Regions from separate parts of the Sus scrofa genome. Here all the other regions are linked to region 1. Evidence: chromatin contacts called from public HiChIP or PLAC-seq data. All regions are on one chromosome and are shown on one strand. Each heading gives the region's core, a stretch centred on a gene start, on an enhancer-like site or on the middle of the called end of the contact. The rest is flanking DNA. Distances are from core to core; before and after follow the strand shown. Region 1 holds the start of CRTC3 (CREB-regulated transcription coactivator 3). Region 2 holds the start of HDDC3 (HD domain containing 3). Region 3 holds the start of MAN2A2 (alpha-mannosidase 2x). Region 4 holds the start of FES (tyrosine-protein kinase Fes/Fps). Region 5 holds the start of FURIN (furin).

Region 1 (2,914 bases), core at 165-2,664:
TTTCGATTTTTACATTAAAACCTCCAGTTTTGATTTCTACGAAAACCTCCCAATTCTGGCAACAGATCCATGAAGTCCTCCCAAACTCTTCTGGCCCAAAAGTAACGCGTCTGCAGCGCAGCGAGCCAGGGACCACCAGTTTGCCACTCTGCTCTCAGCCCTCCTTCAGGCTGCTCCCGCCCCGCCCCCGCCTCTACATAACCTCCCCCATCCTGCTGATGGTCCTTCAAGGTCAGCATTCAGGATCACGCTGACCCTCCTTCCCTACAGCCCTACGCCGACACTCCTGCAGGCTCTCCATCCTCCACTGCCTCACTCCACAGTTACCTAACCTCGCCGGGTGTTTGTCCCGGCTGGCGCTTTACTCACTCCTCTGAGACCCTCCTCAGTCGGCAACAACGTTGTGCACCTTGCCAGTTGTCATGAAATATGGGAGCTGAATTCAGTAAACCGGACCGATAAAGCACCTCCAAGGAGTTGAGAGTAGCAAAGCCCCACACTCGACCCGGAGTCACCTCTCGGGACCCAGACAGACCCCAGAGCAGCCCGGGGCGGGCCCTGGATCTCCTGGCGAGCGGAGCTTTCCCGAAGGAGTGGGTGGGACCCTCGGGCCCTCCACGCCGAGCAGCCAGAAGGGCTCGAGGCCGGTGGATGTTCGGAGCAGTGAGAAGCCGCACTGCCCGCCTCCGAGCTGTTTGTGATTTCCTCTCGGGGCTCCCGGGCACCCTCCCCCTCAGGCCGCCTTCACTCGGCGGCCCGCCCTCCCCGGCTCGGCCCCTTCCCATCTCCCCGCGCACTCGGCCCCGCAACCCTCCCACCTCCACGCCGATCGCGAACGGCTAGCGGGTGTCGGAAGGCGGAGAAGCGCGGAGGCCGCGGCTGCGCCGGCCACGCTCCTGGGCTCCGCTCCCCGGGCGCGGCCCCCGCCGGGCCCCGCCATCGCCTGGGCCCCGCGACCTCTCACCCGCCGCGCGGGGCCCGCCCGCGGCCGTGGCCGCCCCCGCCCGCGCCGGCCCGGGCCCTCACCCGCGACAGGGTGAGGTCGGTCATGAGCTGCTCGAAGGCCCGCGTCTCCTCGGCCTGCCGCTGCGTGTGCAGCGCAATCTTCTCGCTGAACTTCCGCGGGTTGGCGCTGCCCGAGCCGGGCGAAGCAGCCATGGCGCGGGCCCGCGGCCGGTAAGAGGGGAGACGGCGGGTGCGGGGCCTGCACCTCGGCCCACCGGTCAGTCCACAGGCCGCCCGGGCCGCCGCCCGAAGCCCGTCCTCCGGCGCGACCCGGCAGAGGAGCCGCCGCGGCCCCACCGCCAGCGAGCGGCCGGGAGCGCGCCGAGGTCCGCCCCCGCGCGCCCGGCCCCGCCCCGCCCTCGGCGCGGCCCGCCCGCCGCCCGGCCCCGCGCCCGCTGCCCGGCCCCGCGCCCGCAGCGGGAGGGCTTTCCCCGGCGTCCTGAGCTGCGCTCGCAACCCGCTGCGCAGACACAGCGGAAAGCCCAGACCGCCGAGCAAAACGGATCCGACGTGAGGGAGCAGCTCGGGTACCATTTTACTGAAACGCTCCGGGGTGGGGACATCCCGGCCTTTGCATTTATAGTGCAATTTTAGAACAGAGTTTTAACACCCTTCTCACCCGTTCCCCCCCCCCCCGTTATGATGATTTCCTTCAGGGCGTGAAAACCGGGCGACCTACGCTTGAGCAGTTTCTCCCTCAGTTCCCACACCGTGGGGCCTAATGTCTGTCCTCCGTCCTCCGCCTCCCAGCCCGCTTCCTCCCTCGATGTGTGTCGCTGACAGTCTCCTCAGGCCCACCCGAGAAAAAGTTACTAAATCTGCATCTCGGTTTTTAAGACCATCTCCCCGAGTTGCGTGAACTGGAGATGCCATCCCCGCCCGGGGGCACCCTCTTCACCCCTCACCCCCAGGCGGGGATGGCATTTTCAGTTTCCGTGGCTTCTGCAAACTCCAGCTCCGGCCAGGTGTCAACTCCCCGTGGATACCCAGCCGGTCAGCCTCAAGGGTTCTCCTCCCTCTCCTGATGTGCAGACAGCTCTGAGAGTGTGTCTGCTTTTTGTAAGTTAGGAAACATTAGGGACACACCGAAGAGTGCAGAAAATGATATTAACAACACCCACGCCCTCCGCTATCAAGATTAAATATATCAAAACATTTTGCTTCATTCACTTGGTATTCATTAAAGTATAAAATTCTTCAGAATTAAAACCCCGCCCTTATTATTTCTCCTTCCTCCGTAGAGATTGTGAGATTGTCGCTGGGCTCAATTTGGTGCATATCATTCACATTCATGTTTTTACACTTTTATTGCATATAATGTATGGATCCACAAACTGCAGATACCAAATATGGGGGTTAAACTTTACAAAAATGACATCATGCTGAATTATCTTTTGCAACTTTTTTCATTTACCATTGTTTTAAAGATTCGTTTGTGTTGATTCATTTAACTACTGTGTAGGATTTTACCTGTTTTTCATGTCTCAGATTTTCTTAGAAAATGTAATATGAGAGCATATCTTTATCAGCTAATCTCTAGGTTAGCTTGTTGTATTAATTATAATTGGATTTAATTCTTCTATTTTATTTGGTATGATTTTTTTTTTTTTTTCTTTTTAGAGGCCCACCGGAGGCACATGGAAGTCTCCAAGCTAGGGGTGGAATCAGAGCTATAGCTGCCGACCTACACCACAGCCACAGCAACGTGGGATCCGAGCTGTGTTTTCAACCTACACCACAGCTCACAACAACTCAAGATCCTCAACCCACTGATCAAGCCCAGGGATCAAACCGGCAACCTTCTGGTTACTAGTCGGATTCGTTTCTGCAGCTCCACAACGGGAACTATTTGCTATGATTTACACATGCTTTTTCTGCATCTTTTTTTTATTTTCTGCTTTCCTGTTAC
Region 2 (2,914 bases), core at 260-2,759, 380 kb before region 1:
TGACAGGCTGAAGGGGAAAAGGCTCAGAATGAAGAATGAAAGAGAAGTTGAGCCGTTAGCCTGAAAAATAGACAAACAATTAGAACCATATATGTTTTCTCTCCACTCTCTCTCAATTTTCAGGCGGCAGTGGACGCCCTGAGAATTGATTGTTCCATTTCACGCCCCAGAGACCTTAGTTCCAGCATTGGGAGCCTCCCTCCCTAATATCTGCATCGTGGCAACCACCAAGACTAGCTGAAAACCAAGGGCGAGTGCTTTCACTAACTTTTCCCCTGAGCCCTCATCTGCCCCAGCTACCAGCCAAAGTACAAAAGCTTCCAGTATGACTGGAGGGAGTATACTTAGCAACCAGCCAACCCCATATCACAAGGAATGCTCTTCCAATGTCCCTAGGTCTGTCTTGGCCCTCATACATCATAGATGCTGTCTGCTGAGACATGGGATTTCTCCAGAAGGCCAAAGGCTCCCAGCAAACAGTGTTGTGTTGTTCTACTGAGGCCTGACAATGCCATGCTCCCAGAACAGCAGAAGCAACACTCCAGGGGCCTGGCCCAGTGGCTGGGGACTGAAATAGGAACCCTTATGGCACAAGAAACAAATGCAAATTTTTGTTCCCAGCACTTGAGAGCAAAGAAGACAGTTCCTGCAGAAACAGCACTGCTATTTAGACATAGGCCTGGGAGCCTAAGTCTGAAGTAATTAGGGAGGGAGTTCTCCCAGTGTAGGCCCCAATTTCCAGAAGGTCAGGTCCTAAGGCCTTCTGGCCCAAAGGTGAAGTTCCCATGCCCATAGCAACCAGGCCATCCTTGCAGGGAAAACTTTTTTTTTTTTTTTTTTTTGTCTTTTTAGGGCTCCAACCACGGCATATGGAAGTTCCCAAGCTAGGGGTTGAATCAGAGATACAGCTGCTGGCCTAGGCCACAGCCACAGTGACGTGGGATCCAAGCCACTTCTTCCACCTACACCACAGCTCACGGCAATACTGGATCCTTAACCCACTGAGCGAGGCCAGGGATTGAACCCGCATCCTCACAGATACTAGTCGGATTCGTTTCTGCTGAGCCACAACAGGAACTCCCAGGGAAAACAATTTTTAGAGAGCTTTGAGAATTTTCAGAGCCCTGACAGGTTGAAGATTATCTTTTCATGGCGGGAGAGGCCCAGTCCTGGGAGAAGCCGTCCCTGGCCGGGAGGCTAGGTGAATTGGCCTTCCTCCAAATTTTCATTGTCCCCTGCCTTCCTGCCCTGGACACACTTTGAGGCCACAGTCTTATACCTTGTCTGTTTTCCTCCTTCCCTTAGGCTCTGGGCTCCCAGAAGGCCAGGCTATATTATTCTGGCACCCTCAGCAGAGCGCCCTTAAGCAGGGGCTGAGATGCCTCCCACACCCACTTCTCCTTGCCCAGGATGTCAGCCCCAGAAGAACCCTGGCTCAGACTCCGCAATCCTCGGGCCTCCGCGGCGCCAGGGGGCGCTGTCCACGCCTGGTCCACGTTCCCCGGACCGAAGTCCCCCGCGCGATGGGTTCCGAGGTGGCCCAGCTGCTGGAGGCTGCCGACTTCGCGGCTCGCAAGCACCAGCGACAGCGGCGGAAGGACCCCGAAGGAACCCCTTACATCAACCACCCTATCGGTGGGCGCGCCGCCGGAGGAGCAACGGCAGCAGCTTCTAGGGAGTGGGATCCGGGAAGGGAACGCGGAGGGCGTATACTTCATTGAGCGCCTAGTCTGTACCAAGATTTGTGCCAGGCACTGTTCGTGTTTAAAATTCACAACAGCCGGGGGCGGTAGGCTTGATTGTTCCCTTTGTATGCGAAATAGAGTAAAGAACTTGCCCAAGGTCCCCCAGCTACTGAGGGGCCATATCTGGCTCTACAAACCCCACAACGTGCCGCCCTGGTGACTCCCTCCTGTCTGACTTCCTGCTTTGCCCCGTCAGGTGTGGCTCGGATCCTGACCCGTGAGGCGGGAATCACTGACATTGTGGTGTTACAGGTAACTTTCCCCCTTCTCTGCTAGGAGGCTGGGGAGGGGTTCAGGAGCCCCATTCAGCCCTGGGGCTGGCGTCACAGGACTGAATGGAAGCCTGTCCGCAGGCAGCCCTGCTCCATGACACGGTGGAGGACACAGACACCACCCTGGATGAGGTGGAGCTGCACTTTGGGGTACAAGTGCGGCGTCTGGTGGAGGAGGTAACAGATGACAAGACTCTGCCCAAGCTGGAGAGAAAGCAGTTGCAGGTGGAGCAGGCACCCCACAGCAGCCCAGGGGCTAAACTGGTGAAGCTGGCAGACAAGCTGTACAATCTGAGGGACCTGAATCGCTGCACCCCAGAGGGTACGCTCCCCAGCCCCCTGCTCTGAGGGAACCTCTGCACAGGTTGGTTAGTTCCCCTGGGGGAAAAAAAAAAAGTCTGGGTGTTCTTGTTAGTTCCCTAGACCAATCTTACTGGAGCACTCTGATCTTTCACACAGTAGATTCACAGCAACTGGGCCAAGGGGTGGTTTTCAGGACAGATCCTTCCATTAGGAACTCATCTCACAGCCCGGCACCAAACCCCCCAGGAAGTGGGCAAAATACACTACTGTCCTGAACGTCAACATGAGCAGTTTTTTGTCCATTCTTAATGCAGGATGGTCTGAGCGTCGAGTCCAGGAATACTTTGAGTGGGCAGCACAGGTGGTGAAGGGGCTTCAGGGGACAAACCAACAGCTGGAAGAGGCTCTAAAGCAGCTGTTTAAGGAGCGGGGACTGACAGTCTGAGCAGTACTAGGAGCCATCCGATGGTACAGACTCCATCCCTTTGCCCAGGCCAGAGAAGAGTCATGGTCCAGCCTTTCAGTGCCTCCTGAGCTCCCTCCTGGCTTTGCTCAGCCCAGATATTAGATCATAAAATACTTGTCTTTTCTCAC
Region 3 (2,914 bases), core at 218-2,717, 350 kb before region 1:
GTGGCTGTTGAGTTAGCCATACAATGTCCTGATTATCACCAGCTGCCCACAGGGCTTGCCTACAAGAAAGACACAATCACTTAAAGGAGGAGGGTGTCCAGGCTCCCTGCCCATATGCTTCTATTTTCAAAGGAATACACTGGTATCTGTTTTGATTTAAAGGATACAGCCAGGAGTTCCCGTTGTGGCTCAGCATTAACAAACCCGACTAGTATCCATGAGGATGCGGATTCAATCTGGGGCCTCATTCAGTGGGTTAAGGATCCAGCACTGCTGTGAGCTGTGGTGTAGGCTGACAACACAGCTCCAACTGGACCCTAGCCTGGGAACTTCCCTATGTCACAGGTGGGCCCTCCTCCAAAAAAAAAAAAAAAAAAAGAAGAAGAAGAAAAAAAGAAAAATAGGGAAAAAAGAGGATTTAAAAAAAAAAGATACAGCCAAAGCCCCCGGAGACTAACAAGAAAGTTCTTCTCCCTACCCTCTTGAATCGGACTGGTACTCACCAGAAACAGTGCCTGGCACAGCTCCTCTCTCATTCAGAAACATGGAATGAATTTAAAAAGAAGCCACAGCTGACGTTTCTAACACGAAGAGCCCTACGGCTTCTGCCTGATAGTTCTAATTCCTTCAGTGGGTAACTTTCGGCCACTGCTTATAAAGCATTTACAGGACCCCCTGAGAAGCCAGCAGTGATTGATGGGTAGCGAGAAGCTAGGCGCGGCTGCTCGGTGTGGGGCAACTTCAGAGAACCACTGCGGCCCCGCACTTGCCTGCTGGGCTGAGCGAGACCGCTAGCCGCCGAGCGTAGGTGGGAGCCGCTGCTCAGGAGTCTTCCTCCAGCCCCGGGGCCGAAGAGCTCGGTCGCCTCTGCAGCCTTGTGCCCTACTTAGCACGATCTGATTCCGCTCAGGAGCCTCGGGGCAATATTTTTAGCCCTCGGAGGCTGGGTTCAGGCCAAAGTAGGTGGAGCTGGGGAGAGAGAGTTGGATCCCAAGGGGGTCCCGGCACCTGCCGCCGGGTCTCCGGGCGCTCGCCTGCTGGCCGGCCCAGCCCCCTCCCGGCCCTCCTGGGCTGCGGCCCTCCCTGGCTCTGCCGGCTCTGGGACCTCAACGACAACTGCCCGATGCGGGATCTCCGGCCGCCTCTGACCCCGAAGCGCTGCCCGCGCTCCTGCTGCCCAAGCCTGGACACGGCCGGGGCAGCCAGAGCCCTCCCCGCGCCCGCCCAGCGCGTTACCGTCTGCGTCCGCTCTCCGCTCCACTCCAGGCCCCGCCGGCGGAGCTGCGGCCCTCACATCCCGGGGGACAACGGCCCGGGGGAAAGACAGCGATGCAGGCGAAGGCGGGCGTCCGCCCACCCGTCGCTCCCGCTGGGGCCAGGGCCACCGGCGCGCTCCGCTGCGCCCACCCGGCGCGGGTCCCCGGCCTCTCGCGGCCGCCGGGCCGAACGGCATGCGGGGCGGGGACAGGCTCGCCCGCCCCCGCGCCGCCTCGGCCCCGCCTGCTCGCCCAGGCACCGCCGCTGTCTGCGGTGCGCCCCTGCCGAGCCGGGCGAGCTGGGCCCCGGCTACTGCCCTCGCTCGGCTCCCGCTGGCCGGCCGGGCGCTTCCGGTGCGGTCAGGACCGGGGGCCCCCTGGCGCGGGCGGCCGGGCCGCAGTGCGCAGCCGCAGTCGCGACCCCGGTCTTGGCGCGCTGCCTAGCCGCCTGGAGCGGAGCGCAACTTGATGTTTTTTGAATCTTGCTAGAGTAAGCGCCTTGTTATCTACCAGCAGTAGAAACATTCCTCCTTCATTTCACCAGCCAAACGATGGAGCACATTTTCCGGCCCCCTCCCCCCCTCTGGGGTAGGTATCCTTAATTCGATACAGTTACGCTTCTCAGGCAAGGGGGCGCTGCCTTCTCTTGGTACCGTGCGTTCATCACGATCCCTTGCCGTGCTTGCCACCGGTGAATAAGATCTATACTTTCCTTTTTTAATTTAAAAAATTTTTATTTATTATTATTATTATTATTTTAGGGTCGCACCCGCGGCATATGGAGGTTCCCAGGTTAGGAGTCCAATCGGAACTACAGCTGCCAGCCTGTGTCACAGCCACAGCAACGCCAGATCCGAGCAGTATCTGCGACCTACACCACAGCTCTTGGCAATGCCGGATCCTTAACCCACTGAGCAAGGCCAGGGATTGAACCCCAAACCTCATGGTTCCTAGTCGGATTTGTTTCTGCGGCGCCATGCCGGAAACTCCAGATCTATGCTTTTCTTACTTGTTCTTTGACTGGGCATCTGGGTTGTTTATAATCGTGCAGCATAATAAATCACACATAATAAAACATCTCCATGAATTCCACATTTGTCTTCTAAAATGATTGTCTTAGGACAAATTTGCCGCAGTGAGGTTACCTGGGCACAAGATTAGGATTTAGCGCATTCTGTTGCGCCCCAAAAGGACTGTGCCAGTTTCTACCAGCCCTCCACAAACTGTTGAAAATTCCTTAAATGACTTTTTGGTTGATTAACCACACTTAACAAAACCATCTTATTAGTTTGACTCCCATTTTGTTTATCACCATCAGAAACAGCTTTCTAGGTTTATTTGCTAACTAGAATGCCTGTTATTAAGGTGTGAGACCTGGACTGGTTTCATCATCCTCTGTATCCCTGTGTTTTGCCCAATGTTCTGGGAAATTTATCTTCTGATCCTTATACTGAATTTCTCATTTTGGCTATCGTAATCTTATTTTCAAGAGCTCTTATTAGTTTTCTGGTGGGTTTTTTTTTTTTTAATTGCGATACAACTTATATGGCACAAGTCTTAAGTGTATTTACTGCTTGAAGAGTTTTAATAAATGTGTATACAAGTATAACCACCATTCAGATCAAAGCATAGAACCTTTCCATTACTCCCCCAAAATT
Region 4 (2,914 bases), core at 272-2,771, 330 kb before region 1:
GGGCTGTGGAAACCAGTGCTCCGGCTCTGGGCACCACTGTCCTGTAGTGACATGTGGTGCAACAGCCCGGCATACTCCCTGTCGCTCTTGACTCGCTGGGCCATCCACTTTCTCATGCCCTCCAGCAACCGAAGCTCGGCCTCCTGCATCTGCTGCAGGGCCCCATGGCCCTGGGGGCTGCATAGCTCCGAAGAGAAGCCCATAGTGTGGTCCTGGGGACAGAGAGGAGAAGCCACCAGTGGGGGCAGGGCAGGAGCTGGAGACAGACAGAGGTGTGGGACAGAGACCCTAGGGGCTGCCTGACTAAGAGGGGCTGCAGACAGGCGGGTGGTGGGGGTCTGTCCCACTGAAATGCAGCCATAGGTACAAACTTTGGCCTGGCCTGGGAAAGCCCTCATTGCTTCCTGCATCCTAGGCCGAGGACTAGTGCCAGGGGTCCTCTTTCCAGTCCTGGGGCAGAAACCTCCTGGATCTTGCCTCCCTGGGCCCTCCCACCCAGCACCCAGCTGCAGGGGCGCGGCACGATCAGGGCCCTCGGTCCCTCGGCCCCTCGGCCGGGCCAAGCCTGCCCCTTCTGGCGCCCCAGGCAGCCGCAGCCCAAGCCCCTACCCTTCCCCGGCCCCTGCCCAACTGTGTCTGCTCTCTGATCGCCGCCGCTGGCAGGGCTCCTGCCTGCTTCCCACTCCCCCCCACCCACCGACACCCTCCCCTGGGGGCAGGAGTTACCCGCGTGGGCAGCTAGCTGCTCCTAGGGCCGCCGAGGACCAACTCAGACTCAGGCCCCCGCACCACTCCGGCCAGTTCCTGATTCCGCGCTTCCTCCTCCTGCGGTTTCAGTTGGCCCAGGCCCCGGGGCGGGCCGGCGGAGGGGAAGGGGCGGGCAGGAGCCCCTGACGCCTGTCCGCCCCCCCGCTGCCCAGTGCAGGCCGCTCAGCCAGCCACACGGCTCACAAGGCTCGCGGAAACGGAAGGGAGGAGGGGGCTGAGAAAGAATGGGCCAGAAGAGAGCAGCCTGGCCGGGCACTCCCCAGGTCCCGGACAGCGCCCAGGAACTGGGGGAAGCGGCCCGCGGGTGCAGTAATGGGCGCCTGCCCAGGGCGGAGCAGCAGGCTTGCACTGGGTGGGAGAGCCTGCGGGTCCAGAGCCTGGGGGCAGGCGGGCCACCCCAGCAGCAGCCCCAGAAGAGGAAGGGGGAAGCCTGGTGCAGGCCCTCCCCTCCCCACTGGATTCCCCAAGGCGAGCTCAGGCACCAGTCTCCATTTGAATAAAATCTCCAAGTAAATGTCTAGAGGGGAGGCCAGCTTCTCCCACACAGGTCCCCTGGTGGAACAGGCACCGCTCACCTAGCCAGGGCTGGGGCTTCCTGTTTCAAGGGAAACCTGGGGCAGGCAAGGGGTCTGGGCCAGGGAGTGGGACTCAACTTCTCTCCCTGCTGGACTCAAGGCCTGTGCGGGTGGAAATGCTCAGCCAGTCCCACCTCCAGGACTTGTGCCCGGCTGCAGTCCCCTTCTACACCCTGCCCGAAGGAGGCCCTGAAGCCCTCTGGGCGATGGACCGTGGGCAGGAAGGTCACAAGGGCATGTAGGTTGCCCCGATCCCCACCCCCACCCCCACCCCATCCTGGAGGCAGCCCCAGGGCCCAGAGAAGAACAATTATCACCACACTGGAGACCAGGCCTGGTTTGCATAGTCTGCAAGTTTAATCACTTTAAAACCTAACATTATTTCGAGTCCGTTAAATAGAACCAACAATGCTGGGCCTGTTTAAATTACAAGAGAAAAAAAAAAAATCACTGTGCACCAACCCAGTATCTTACAAAACCAGCTGGGCTGGCCACAAGGGTGGGGGTGGAAGAGGAGGGGGCACCCCTGGGCAGGTGGCTGGGTGGGGGGGGTGCTGGGGGAGAGAGAAAAAGGGGCTCCCAAATGGGAGCGGACTGATTGTCCTAATGGGAGGGGTGCAAAAGGCACGTCAGAAGAGGGGGACCTGGGGGGCCGGACAGGTCAGCGCTTCCTCCACCAGGGCACAGTGTTGGAAGGGGCTTGGTGCCACCACCTGCCCACCCCTGGCACTTGGAGAACCAGTGACCCGTGAGCCCTTGGCACGACCAGCCCCATCTGAGATGGACAGCCTGCCCGCCCACCCCAATCCTCCTTTCCTAGGGCCCGTCTGGCCTGGCCTCCTCTTCAGGATTTGGGGCTCAGCTATTCCTCGGCAACAGGCCGTAGCCCCCCACACCTCAGGGCCCGCGCAGCCGGCGGGGGGGAACAGCAGGGTGGACAGTGGGTGTGGGAGAGTGGATGGTCCAGCTGCTACCCCCGTTAAAAATACCAAAAAAAAAAAACAAAAAAAACAAAAACAAGTCAGCATCTAAAGTGAAATAATCACAAAGTGAAAATATAACCTCAAACAGCCCCTGAGATCCCCACAGGGGAAAGCAGCATCGGGTGGGAGGTGGGACAGGCCGGTTGGGCCACCGTCCCTCCCCACCACCCACCCAGGGGCTCTGGGACTGCGAGTGCCAACAGCCCAGGTGGCCCCGGGCTCAGAAAACAGGGACTTGGGCCCTGGCGGGAGGGAAGGGTGCTGGAGAGGGGAGGGTGGTAGGGGCACCAGCGTGGGGCTGGGCCAACCTTGCTTGGCAGGCAGCCAGCGCAGTAGACGGGGGCAAAGGGACAAACGCGCGTGGACCCACGTGCGCGCCCCGGAGGTGCCTGCCTGGCCTTGGTCCCTTCCTTTGCTCACTGCTTCCACCCGAGGCTCACCAGAGGTGGGGGGCGGGGTAGCGGATGCAAAAGCCCTTGGAGAGGTGGCCTCCTCCTTCAAATACCCACTAGGCCAGCCTCCCTGCTGCCTGGATGGGAACCATTATTGCTTTAGAGGGACGGGGAAGGGCCACCCCCCCACCCCCTT
Region 5 (2,914 bases), core at 184-2,683, 310 kb before region 1:
CAGCTGGTAACTGCTCCTTTTATCTCCTGGAACAAGTCCTGTTGGCAGGTTTTGTTCTCTTTATCGCTCCCGACCATTTATCTGAGGCCTTAAGGCCAGAGGGAGCTAAACTGAGCCTTTGACTTGGGGCTCCAGGAGTCCAGAAACCTCTGGATCACAGTTATCAGTTTTACACAGCAGTTAATGGGCAGTGCGGCGCCACGTGACAGAAGCCTGGCAACAGAGTTGGGGATGCCCTATGGCTTGGAGCAGGGCCTGATGGGAAGGGCCTGAGGGAGGAAGGGGCTGGGAAGAGGTTCCCACCTTCCTGGCAGGGGTCCAGAGGAGGGGGAAGGGTCTAGCCAGCGAGGCCTCCGTTTATGTTTGGATTTGGGTTAATCTGGGAGTCTCCCAAGAGCATCGGTTGTCCCGTGGTAAAATCCACTCGGTCACCCTCACCCCAGGTGCCCCCATTGCTCCTTGGCGTGCTCTGTGGGTCCCCTTCTCTCAAAATCTCTTCCTTGCTCTCAGGCCCCTCAAACAAAGCCTTGGCAGCGTCACCCACACCTGGTTTTAATCAAAATGTCTACACCACATCCATCCCTACATAGAAGGGCAGACAACCACATTTAACTGGTGTTTTCTCTAAAAGGGTAGGATTTGAGAGCTTTTTTGTTGTCTTCTTTTTGCTTACCTGAGTTCTCAGGAATTTCGGCAACTTAGAAGAAGCAAACTAAACTTTTAAGTCATGCACAACTGAATAAAGCACGCCCATACTTCACCATCTAGCTCCAGAACACCTGAGGTCCATGGTGAATGCTGTTGGGGCAACAGTCAGGCTCCTCCTATCCCATCACAGGACAAGGTCCTTCCAGTTCTGGCTAAACCACTTTGAGAAAAACCTCCTTTATAGGACAGAGTGTCTGTGGGTGGGGGGAGGAGCTAGAAGGGATGCGGTGGGAACGGGGATCCCAGCATGGCCAGCCCTTCTCCTTTTCCCAATTAGTGGGCTGGGTCTGCACTTACCTGCTCGCTCTGCTGAAGCCCCAAGTCAATGGTCGGTTCAGTGGTTCCCTTTCGCCGGCTCGGTGTCAGTGCCCAGCCTGTACTACCCACACCTGGGTACCTAATGGGCACTTTGGGTGTAGTCTACTCATGCAGACATTCATTGAGCACCTGCTGAATGCTGGGCCCTGGGGCCTCAAGCTGAGTTTCTTAGAGCTTGTCCTCAGGAAGGCAGTGAGCCCCCTCTGGGAGGGTTGGAAGGTGATCCCCGAGACATGCCAGGAGCTTCCTGAAGCTACGTCCTCCCTCCTGGCCTGGCAGATCCAATGAGCTGAGCTCTGCCCTTCCTTCTCCCTCCTGATGTAGAAAAGTAAAAGTCTGTTAACACGACTGGCTGTTGAATTTTACAATCAATTTGGTTATCCGGAGCAGCGTTTCTCAACCTCCGCACTGTTACCATCTCGGGCCAGATTATTCCTTTTCGTGGAAACTGTCCCGTGCGTGGGAGGAGGTTTAGCAACATCCCTGGTCCCTAAACACTGGGGACCAATAGAACCCCCGCCCTGGTTATGACAACCAAACATGTCCCCAGGCATTGCCACACGCCGGGGCAGGGGGGTAGGCGGGGAGTGGCATAAGAAGAGGAAGTCGGTGTGCCAGGGTTCAAGGCAACAGGCATGGTCTGCTGGGAACTGTGCGCTGAACAGCCGACAGCAAGGGCGAAAACTTCCAAAGCCCAAACCACCTGGCATAGCAGCACAACAATGGGGCCATTTAGTGTTCAGGGCAAACAAGCTTCTGTATTTCCAACGACCTCTGAGGACTGAGGACGTGGCGCTCAGGAAAATTAATGATAATGCTGAATTGAAAAAAGGAACAATCGGAGTTCCCGTCGTGGCTCAGTGGTTAACGAATCCGACTAGGAACCATGAGGTTGCAGGTTTAGTCCCTGGCTATGCTCAGTGGGTTAAGGATCTGGCGTTGCCGTGAGCTGTGGTGTAGGTTGCAGACGTGGCTCGGATCACATGTTGTTGTGGTTCTGGCGTAGGCTGGCAGCTACAGCTCCGATTAGACCCCTAGCCTAGGAACCTCCATATGCCGCAGGAGCGGCCCAAGAAATGGCAAAAAGACAAAAAAAAAAAAGAAAAAGAAAAAAGGAACAATCACGTTGATCACACTCTGTTTACTGAGGTGGGGAAGTGGATGAGACAGCTTTGCATTAAATATGTATTTAGAAAGCAGATCAGTGGTTCAGAGGTTGCCCGGGAAGGAAGGGCAGGGAAGGGGGGAGACTATGAGGAGTGATGGATGTGTTCATTAGCCCGACGGGGTGATGATTCCATGGGTACACACCAACATCAAAACAGATCAAGTCATACCCTTCAAATACATGCAGTTTAGAGTGTGTCAAGTATACATCAATAAAGTGGCTTTTAATTCTTTTTGTGTGTGTGGGTATGTCTTTTTAGGGCCGGACCCGAATCATATGGAGGGTCCCAGGCTAGGGGTCCAATCAGAGCTGCAGCTGCTGGCCTACACCATAGCCACAGTCACACCAGATCTGAGCCACCACGTCTGCCCCCTACACCACATCTCACAGCAACGCGGGATCCTTAACCCGCTGAGCAAGGCCAGGGATCAAACCTTTATCCTTATGGAAACTAGCCAGGTTCATGACCACTGAGCCACGACAGGAACTCCTAAAGCTGTTTGTAAAATGCATTTCATTGTTTAAAGGTTTTTTTTTTTTGTCTTTTTGCCTTTTCTAGGGCCGCTCCCGCAGCATATGGAGGTTTCCAGGCTAGGGGTCTAATCAGAGCTGTAGCCACTGGCCTATGCCACAGCCACAGCAACTCAGGATCCGAGCCGTGTCTGCAACCTACACCACAGCTCACGGCAATGCTGGATCCTTAACCCACTGAACAAGGTC

The links. HiChIP or PLAC-seq counts read pairs in DNA pulled down with a chosen protein or histone mark.
Region 2: a contact with region 1 is called in an H3K27ac HiChIP or PLAC-seq map of alveolar macrophages. The contact joins the promoter of HDDC3 here to the promoter of CRTC3 in region 1. A contact is called at or near these places in 1 of 5 promoter capture datasets (fetal liver) and 1 of 2 datasets of contacts at active chromatin or transcription factors (alveolar macrophages).
Region 3: a contact with region 1 is called in an H3K27ac HiChIP or PLAC-seq map of alveolar macrophages. The contact joins the promoter of MAN2A2 here to the promoter of CRTC3 in region 1. A contact is called at or near these places in 2 of 2 datasets of contacts at active chromatin or transcription factors (alveolar macrophages and skeletal muscle).
Region 4: a contact with region 1 is called in an H3K27ac HiChIP or PLAC-seq map of skeletal muscle, with 2.9 times the contacts expected there. The contact joins the promoter of FES here to the promoter of CRTC3 in region 1. A contact is called at or near these places in 1 of 5 promoter capture datasets (fetal skeletal muscle), 2 of 47 Hi-C or Micro-C datasets (mesenchymal stem cells and retroperitoneal adipose tissue) and 1 of 2 datasets of contacts at active chromatin or transcription factors (skeletal muscle).
Region 5: a contact with region 1 is called in an H3K27ac HiChIP or PLAC-seq map of alveolar macrophages. The contact joins the promoter of FURIN here to the promoter of CRTC3 in region 1. A contact is called at or near these places in 1 of 5 promoter capture datasets (fetal skeletal muscle) and 1 of 2 datasets of contacts at active chromatin or transcription factors (alveolar macrophages).

The regions. Positions count from the first base shown.
Region 1 is chr7:53,144,817-53,147,730 of Sscrofa11.1, reverse strand. It overlaps CRTC3 (CREB-regulated transcription coactivator 3), which reads right to left and starts at 1,414. Exons shown (of 15, transcript XM_021098912.1): 1 at 1,027-1,414. The coding sequence starts at 1,158.
Region 2 is chr7:53,526,485-53,529,398 of Sscrofa11.1, reverse strand. It overlaps HDDC3 (HD domain containing 3), which reads left to right and starts at 1,509. Exons shown (of 4, transcript NM_001243409.1): 1 at 1,509-1,635; 2 at 1,942-1,997; 3 at 2,099-2,339; 4 at 2,635-2,914. The coding sequence starts at 1,524. The coding sequence ends at 2,765.
Region 3 is chr7:53,497,470-53,500,383 of Sscrofa11.1, reverse strand. MAN2A2 (alpha-mannosidase 2x) reads right to left here and starts at 1,467. Exons shown (of 24, transcript XM_001929378.5): 1 at 1,237-1,467; 2 at 504-969. The coding sequence starts at 536.
Region 4 is chr7:53,471,554-53,474,467 of Sscrofa11.1, reverse strand. It overlaps FES (tyrosine-protein kinase Fes/Fps), which reads right to left and starts at 1,521. Exons shown (of 19, transcript XM_001929355.4): 1 at 727-1,521; 2 at 1-212. The coding sequence starts at 203. FURIN (furin) reads right to left here. Exons shown (of 15, transcript XM_021098916.1): 15 at 1,677-2,914.
Region 5 is chr7:53,454,153-53,457,066 of Sscrofa11.1, reverse strand. FURIN (furin) reads right to left here and starts at 1,433. Exons shown (of 15, transcript XM_021098916.1): 1 at 1,006-1,433.